Regions from separate parts of the Mus musculus genome. Here all the other regions are linked to region 1. A link is a contact called in public HiChIP or PLAC-seq data. All regions are on one chromosome and are shown on one strand. The core of a region is the stretch at or near the end of the contact, and the rest is flanking DNA. Distances in the headings are between cores, read along the strand shown. Region 1 overlaps Ppp2r5c (protein phosphatase 2, regulatory subunit B', gamma). Region 2 holds the start of Rcor1 (REST corepressor 1). Region 3 overlaps 6030440G07Rik (RIKEN cDNA 6030440G07 gene).

What was found. HiChIP or PLAC-seq counts read pairs in DNA pulled down with a chosen protein or histone mark.
Region 2: a contact with region 1 is called in an H3K27ac HiChIP or PLAC-seq map of trophoblast stem cells, with 10 read pairs. The contact joins the promoter of Rcor1 here to the enhancer-like site in region 1. A contact is called at or near these places in 1 of 484 Hi-C or Micro-C datasets (embryonic stem cells) and 4 of 115 datasets of contacts at active chromatin or transcription factors (double positive thymocytes, epiblast stem cells, memory CD8 T cells and 1 more).
Region 3: an H3K27ac HiChIP or PLAC-seq map of trophoblast stem cells shows a contact between it and region 1, with 11 read pairs. The contact joins two enhancer-like sites. A contact is called at or near these places in 4 of 115 datasets of contacts at active chromatin or transcription factors (embryonic forebrain, extraembryonic endoderm stem cells, memory CD8 T cells and 1 more).

What each region holds. Positions count from the first base shown.
Region 1 is chr12:110,471,141-110,473,802 of GRCm38.p6, reverse strand. The region is part of intron 3 of Ppp2r5c (protein phosphatase 2, regulatory subunit B', gamma); the gene reads right to left. All of the region lies in intron 5 of Gm19605 (predicted gene, 19605), which reads left to right. Among named protein-coding and RNA genes, the nearest start is that of Gm19605, 13 kb to the left of the region's middle. Within about 2 kb of position 1,347, at least 36 of the 459 cell types and tissues checked have an H3K27ac peak or open chromatin away from gene starts, as enhancers often do. A contact at or near this core is called in embryonic stem cells, epiblast stem cells, extraembryonic endoderm stem cells and 1 more, where this site is marked.
Region 2 is chr12:111,038,017-111,040,678 of GRCm38.p6, reverse strand. It overlaps Rcor1 (REST corepressor 1), which reads right to left and starts at 1,312. Exons shown (of 12, transcript NM_198023.3): 1 at 791-1,312; 2 at 658-717. The coding sequence starts at 1,073.
Region 3 is chr12:111,006,575-111,009,236 of GRCm38.p6, reverse strand. The region is part of intron 1 of 6030440G07Rik (RIKEN cDNA 6030440G07 gene); the gene reads right to left. Among named protein-coding and RNA genes, the nearest start is that of 6030440G07Rik, 14 kb to the right of the region's middle. Within about 2 kb of position 1,361, at least 126 of the 459 cell types and tissues checked have an H3K27ac peak or open chromatin away from gene starts, as enhancers often do. A contact at or near this core is called in extraembryonic endoderm stem cells and trophoblast stem cells, where this site is marked.

The DNA of each region.
Region 1 (2,662 bases), core at 98-2,597:
AAAAAAAAAAATTAACTACAACATCCAGAAATGAAAAAGACAACCATGTGAAATTAAAAGGTAAACAGATGGGCTGCGGAGGAGACACACCAGGAGAGTCTCAGTGAGACAACAGGGAACAGGTATTCAAAAAACCAGGGTGATTCTGTGCCTGCTACTGAGAATTAGGGGTACATGAGATGGGTTTCTCTGTATAGCCCTGGCTGTCCTAGAACTCACTTTGTAAACCAGGCTGGCCTTGAACTCAGAAATCCGCCTGCCTCCCAAGTGCTGGGATTACAGGCATGCGCTACCACAGCCCGGCCTTGTATTTAGTTTTTATAATACTGATGAGTGAATTGTATGATAAAATAAGAGGACTCACATCCAAACACACAAAAGAAACTATATTTCAATAAGAAAGTCAAGTTAAAGACATCTAGAGCTGCTGGGCGTGGATGGGCACGGGCATGCCCACACCTTTGATCCCAGCACTTGGGAGGCAGAGGCAGACAGCTAGCTCTCTCAAAATTTGAGGTCAGCCTGGTATACATTAGCAATACACCTGGTACATTTAGATACATGCAGGTAAACACTCATACACACAAAATAAAAATAAATACATCTTAAAAAATGAAAATGAGCCGGGCGTGGTGGCGCACGCCTTTAACCCCAGCACTTGGGAGGCAGAGGCAGGTGGATTTCTGAGTTCAAGGCCAGCCTGGTCTACAGAGTGAGTTCCAGGACAGCCAGAGCTATACAGAGAAACCCTGTCTCGAAAACCCAAAAAAAAAGAAAAAAAGAAAGAAAGAAAACGGAGGAAGCAAGAGACTGGGCTCAGATGTTAAGATCTCTGGCTTCTCTTCCAGAGGTCCTGAGTTCAGTTCCCAGCAACCACATGGTGGCTCACAACCATCTGTAATGCAATCTGATGGCATTCAGGTGTCCATGCAGACAGCTTTCATATAAATGAATGAATCAAGAAAGAAAGAGACAAACAAACAGAGAAAGAGGACAAAATCTATGAGTCATAACAGAGAGGCAAGAATGATTTGACACGTGTAACCAATAAACTTATCACATTAACAGAATGATAGACAGAAAGGCTGTATGACCATCGTGACATCAGACACAGGAAGAACCCATGGTACTCTGTGATGGTGCATGTCTGTAATGCCAGCCCTCAGGAGGCAGAGGCAGGTAGGGCTCTGTGAGTCTGAGGCCAGCCTGGTCAACATACTTTTAATTTCTACTTTAGTGGGTTCTGAGAAGGCCAGGCTGATTCTTTGATAGGCTTCACATTGGGAGTTAAGGAGACTAGGCCCAAATCTCTGTTTCTGAGAACCGGGCAAGTCCAGGCAAGTCCCCAGAAGCTGCCCCGCCCATCATCTGGCCTGAGGCAAGGACAATGGGTCAGCAGCAGCTTCCAGACCTTCCACAGCAGGTTCCCAGCCCTTACACCCAGGTAAAGGAATCTGCATAGAGATGGACCCAACAGATTAACACAGAGGTCACCTACCCAGAAATTCCCTAACGTGCTTTAAATCAGGCCTGTGAGCTCACCTGTGTGTCTCTCTATTCGGGTAATGGGAGACCCCAGCATGCTGGACTTGTGCAGAATAAAACACTCGTTGTGTTTACATAGTTTGAGTCCAGGGTATCATTCTTCAGAGAATGATAGACCCTTACAGGTTCCAGTACAAAAAAAAAAAAAAAAAGGAAGGGAAAACAGAGAGACAGAGGGAAGAAAGGACAGGCACAGAGGGACACATTTCACAACAAAGGCTGTGTGTACTGAGTGGGAAGAGCTGAAAGCATTCCTTGAGGTCAGGAGCAACAGGAGGACGCCATCCTCACACTCTTACTCAAAGCATGCTATAGTCCTAGACAGAACGATCCAACACGAGAGGGAAATCAAGGGCAACCAAACTGAAGCTATGGCAGATAGCATGGCCTTACCATATAGAGGGCTTTTATGTTTGCTTTGTTGTTTTCGAGACAGGGTTTCTCTGTGTAGCCCTGGCTGTCATAGAGCTCATTCTGTAGACCAGACTGGTCTTGAACTCACAGAGATCCACCTTCCTGATTCCCTGAGTGCTGGATCTTAAGGTATGTGTCACCACCCTCAGCTGATAGCCTTAACTTTAAAACAAGGTCATTTCTATTTTTATGTGTATGGCTATTTGGTCTGTTTGTACATCGGTGCACCAGATGTGGGCCTGGCTCCTGGAGAAGCCAGAATTATGGGACTGGATCACGTTGTGGTTTGAATGAAAATGCCCCCCACACCCACCCCACCCCCACCTCACCCCTGTAGGCTCATAGGGAGTGGTGGTATTTGAAAGGATTAGCAGGGGTGGCCTTGTCGGTGGAAGTGTGTCACTGGGGGTGGGCTCCTGGGTTTCATTTCTCTCTTCCTGCCTGTGGATCTGGATGTAGAACCTTGACTCCGTCTCCAGCGCTGTGTCTGCTTATGTGTAGCCATGTTCTCTGCCCAGTGATAATGCACTAAGACTCTGAAACTATAAAGCAGCCCTAACTAAACGTTTTCCTTTCTAAGAGTGTCTATGGTGTCTCTTCATAGCAATAGATCAATGACTAAGGCCGGTCCCCTGCAACCAGGGTGAGCTGCCACGTGAGGGCTGGGGCTTGAATCTGGGTCCTCTGGAAGAGCAGCCAGTGC
Region 2 (2,662 bases), core at 63-2,562, 570 kb before region 1:
TCCCCACCCCATCCCCCCCAAAAGAAAAAAGAAATAAAGGAAACACACATTTACAAACAGATCTTAAAATAACAGCCACAAGTCGGGCTCTCTTATCTAGACAGATGCTCTCTGGAAAGCACACTTCTTTTATTACCTGATTGGGGTGGAGGGACAGGAAGATCTTTACTCCACCAGCCCTCGGGATGGGATGGGATGGGATGGGATGGGATGGGATGGGATGGGACAGGATGGGACCGGACGGGACAAGACGGGATGAGAGTCAAGAGGCAATAAGAGCGTAGGGTTGGCAGGGTAACGCTAGGAGCCAGTTTGAAGTAAGAAGTCTCTGCGGAGCCCTGGGTCCGAGCGCCCCAGGACGCCAACTCTCCAGCACTGCCACCCGGGATCCCGTCCTAGCTCCGGTACACCACACCTGGAGGCAGAGACATCCCACTCCACCCCGGCCAGGTGTGGCTTTCTCAGAGCCGGGGGACACTGCGGGCCCAGTGCTGTCCCCACCGGAGCCCATGGCCTCCCCGCACCCGAATCTGCAGCACACTCGTGTGCGAGCGTGCCGCGCCGCCTGCCCTCGCGCCCCGTGTGCCCCCGCGGACCGAAGGCCAACACGCACAAAAAACAAAGTTGTCTCCCGAGCTCCCGTCACTCGCTACTCACCAGGATCGAAGTCGGGCACCGCCGCTTGGTACTGGGGTCCCACCCGCATGCCACCGCCACCTGCGGGGAAGCAGAGCACGGCGGTCAGCGCGGGCGCGGACACGGGCCGGGCGCGGGGGCGGCTGCCACCTACCGTGCTCCTCGTCGCTGGACGAGCCCGAGCTGCCTTCCTCCCAGGAGTTGCTGCCGCTGTTCCCGTTGGGAGCCGCCGCCGCCAAACTTTTATTCTGGCCATTATTGGGGGCGGCGGCGGCCGAGGCGGCGGCGGCGGCCGAGGCGGAGGCGGTGCCGGCCGAGGCGGCGGCTGAGGCGGCGGCCGAGGCGGCCGAGGCGGCGGCCGAGGCTGCGGAGGCCGCCGTGTTCCTCCCTCGCCGCTTCCCTGAGACCTCGGGGCCCTTCTCCACCATGGCCGGCATCGGCGGGGCCCGGGGCCGGGCCAAAGTGACGGGGACCCCGGCTCGCGAGGCGCGGGCGGCGGGCCGCGGGCAGGGGGCGCAGGTGGGCGCCGGGCCGGGCGGGCGAGCGCGCGGGATCCGCTGGCGGGAGTTGGGGCTAGAGGAGGCCCAGACGGGCGGAGCAACGAGCCGCCTCAAGCCCCCGATGCCGAACGGAGCGCAACTTTGGCTCTCATCGCCGCCCGCACTTCGCTGGCTCTAACTACTCCGGGAGCCGCGGGCGGGGGGGAGGGGCGGAGCCTGGGGGGGAGGAGGGCCGCGCACAGCCTAACCCGTCGCTCGCAAGCTCCGCCCCTGCGAGCTTCCATTGGCTCTCACGGGATCCGGGCGGCAAGCAGGGGCATGGTAGGTCTCTGTGCGCGTCCGTCAGGCCACGGGGGCGGGATCACGGGAAGGAGGGGGAAGGTTCTGTGCTTCCGTTGGCCAGGTTGGGTTGACGCGTATCGCCCACTGTACGTGGTTTGAGGTTTGCGATCGCTTTACGCCCCATGATCCATCTCTCGAGGCAACAGCGAGGAGTTAGCCCCCTCCCCCTCCCCAGCGCCCCGCTCCCTCCGCTCGCACCCTGTGGGCCCCGCGCCACCTCCCCCGGGGATCCCGCCGAGCGTCCCATCGGCTTCCCAAAGTGAATGTGCCCGACGCGAGAACAGAAATCGCGGGCAAGGTCGGGACTACTTTCCCCCTCGCGCGGAGGAGTACGCGCACAGTTTGAATGGGTTCTATACAAAGAGGGGAAACTAATTGGAAGAAACTAATTGCGCCCCCGCGTCGCCCAGGGGCGATCGAGATGTACTAGAGCAAGGGAACCTGGGGACGAGGCTCTCAGGTGGCAGTGTCCCCCGAGGGAAGGAAAGCGGTTGTGCCTGGAGACGATGGAGCTCCCCGCTAATTGGGTTGGGGGCCACCGGCTCCCCACGTTGCCTGAGGGGCCGAGGGAGGAGTCGGGATGTTCGGCCGGGGAGGGCCTCGAAGCCGTCGGGGTGAGGGGAGGTGCCGAGTGGCCCCGGGACAGCAGGAGGGACATAGATCGACTAGGGGCCCCACCGCGAGGGGGAAAAAGAAGGAGCTTGAGTCCCCAGCTCGGTAGAAGAGGAGGGTCACTTCCCGAGACCCGGGCCCTTCCCCCAGCCCGCAGGGCTAAGAGCCTGAACGCGGAGGAGTCGGTGACACCCAGCCCTGGGCGTCCTTGTCCCTGGAGTGATCAAGCGAGGGGCCCCGTCACTGCCTGACAGCTGCCTGTGGGGCTGGGTGGGCTGCCCCACCCCCCGCGCCAGCGACCAAACCTGGGGACTATAGGTGAAACCGTTTGCTTTAAATTAAAAATAAATAAATAAAACAGGAGATGGCTATTTTTCGTTTATATTACTTCAGACCTGGGCTTCATATGGGGACAGTTTTTACACCCGCTCAGGATATAAATAGCTACAGAGAGAAAACGAGAGTTTTATGGTTTGAAAGCCCGCATAAATAAGCAGGGGTTTCTCTTCCACGTTTTCTGCCCCGCGAATCATTTTAAACTTCACTGAAGTGACCATGGTCACTTCTAACTG
Region 3 (2,662 bases), core at 112-2,611, 540 kb before region 1:
CCTTTTTCTTGGCTGGCCAAGCATCTCCCTGGAGTCTACAAACATCTGCAAACCGGGGCCTGGTGCCCATCTAACCCTCTGCTCTCCACACAGCTACAGAGATGGAGGAGGCATGGGGGTCATGCTGAACGATGAAGCAAGCCTTTTCTTCTCAAGCAGGCAGAGCCTGACAAGACACAGATCCCAGAGGGATACACTAAATGCAGTCTGGCAATACCCTGGCCAGGCTCCTTGGAGCTGCTGGGCTCACATCCAAAGGCTGCATATGGCCCCCAGTCCCAGGCAGCAGCCTCTGCCCCCTTGGCCACTTCCACCCCGGGGGAGTTAGGGGATCCTTGTCTCAGTGCATCTCCCAGCTTTCTCTGCTGGAACGCCCTCTCCTTCACTGTCCCATTGAAACTCACCCTCCAGATCTCTGGACTTCCTGCCTGCCGCGCTCTCTGCCCCACCCTCATCATGCTGGATCTGTGACACGGATCACTCCAGTAATTGACAGGGTGTAGTCCCCGGCTGTAGCCTTCCCTACTCTAAGCCCACACCTGCCAAGAGAGCACACCAAGGAGGCTGTGTCCTGTGTCACTGGAAGCATGCCAAAGGCTATTTCAGACAACACCTGTTAAGAATGGACACAGAAAACAGGGACCTTGAGGCTGGCGGCACCACTTGGTTTAGATACAGGAAATAAGCCAAGTCCAGGAGTTAAAGACACGGGAGCCCAAGACTCAAGGGTCAAGGGCAGGCAGCCGTAGCCCTGCTGAAGGGTCGCGTCCTTTGTCTAGCACCAGGATCCTTTGTCTAGCTCTGTCTCCTGACTCCTGGAGGAGCCGCCTGACTTAGGTGGCCTCAGTGGGGATGAGTCTGTACTTGCTTCCGGTAGGGCCTAGAGACAGGCTATAAACTAATGAGTTTTTGCTAATTACTGGGCCCAGCAATGGAAGACACGGGGGACTGCGGTTTGCCACCTGCAGGGTGAAGAGCAATGTGTTCCTGGAAAAAAGAAGATGCCTTCCATAGAAGAAGTGAACCATGGACACGGGCAAGGGACCCCTGAGGGTGAACACAGAAGAGTGGGCGCAGGTCTCAGGCCTCAGAAGATCCGGCTTCCGAGAGCTCTCAGGCCTCTCGAGACAGTGGTGGGGAAACGGTGATGGGAAGCCTTGTCTCAGGCCCCATGGAAGAGGTCCAACCTAGGTAGTGCTGGGGAGGTAGTGACGAGAGCGGCAGCGTGTGTGTGTGTGTGTGTGTGTGTGTGTGTGTGTGTGCGTGCGTGTGTGCTTCCGTGTGTCCTCCTCAGTAGCTTCAAGGCAGTAACAAAGAACTTTATCTAGACTTGCAGTGAGTCACTAAGTAGAGACGGGGTTTCCAGGGGGAGGGGGAAGGGGTTGAGAGCAGGAGGCTTACACAGGAACGAACACCGGAAGTTAGGTTCCTGGCTAAGACATTGTTCGACCTTACATGCCACTTGTAAAATGGGTTATCAGGCTCCTCCACATGAGGTCAAGGGATAGAGCAGTTGGGGCAGGGGTGGGGGGAGCTTGGCTGCAGGGGAGGGGCTGGGGTTTAAGAAGCCACCAGATTTACTTTAAACACCAGGGCTGTGACAGGGTTCAAAGTTCCCTTATAATCTTGAGCTAAGGGACCAAATAGCACCATACGAGTAAAGACTGCATGTCCAGGGCTCCACTGACACTGGGAACCCAGGCTGCATGTCCAAACCTGAGCCAGAGGGACCCAGGAGGTGACCTTGGCAACCTGCTGAGGAATTTGGAGCCCACAATTATAGGCAGATCATCTGGCTGGGTCTGGATTCAGATCTCAGGAATCCTGCCTAACCCTCAGCATCCAGGGCACCTGTGGGACTGCAGGCCTCTTGAGGTTCCGTAGTCTGTTTTCTGGGTGATTTTCCTAGCTGATGTTAGCAGTAAACAGTAGTGTCCCTTGGCAAGGCCTGCCTGACTGCCTGGGGTGCAAGGGCCTTTTACCCCACGACACAGCAGAGCCACAGGACCTTTCCTATCCCTGATTTGGGCTCTGTGCACCAGTTTCCATTTTCAGGCCAAGGGGCACCTAGTGGGTTCAAATAGCTGGGGTGCCACAATGGAGAGTGCCACCAACCGTGTATAGTGTAGTTGTCCTGCCAGACCTGGAGGCTGGGAGCAGTGTGTGTGCCTGTCTGCATGCACGTGCATGTGCGTGTGCGTGTGTGTGTGTGTGTGTGTGTGTGTGTGTGTGCATGCACACGCCAGCACCCACTGCCCACCCATCTCTCCTGATGCCTCAGCAGAGGAGGGGGGATTTCCTTTGCCTCCAGTTAACGGTCAAGGAAATGAGGCCAGAGAGAGTTCACTGTCTCAAGCTCAGTCAGGCTTTGAGCCTGAGAGGACTTGAAGGACAGGAAAGGTCTAGTCGTCTGAAGAAGGGAGAGGAAGGCAGGTTAGGCGAGAGAACAATCTGGATACAGTAGACTAGGCCCTCAGCGCTGGCCTTGCCCATGCTGGGCTTCTCCAGCTCTCCCAGTGTACAGGTTCAGTGGCCAAGCCTCTCAAGGCTCTGCTCAGAGGCAATCAGGGGAGCAAGGAGGAGGTGCCTGTGTTTGCTGGAGAGAATTTCTTGTTTGAGTGTGGTCCTGGGGACTGAACAATAGACTGTGTTCTCAGCAAGA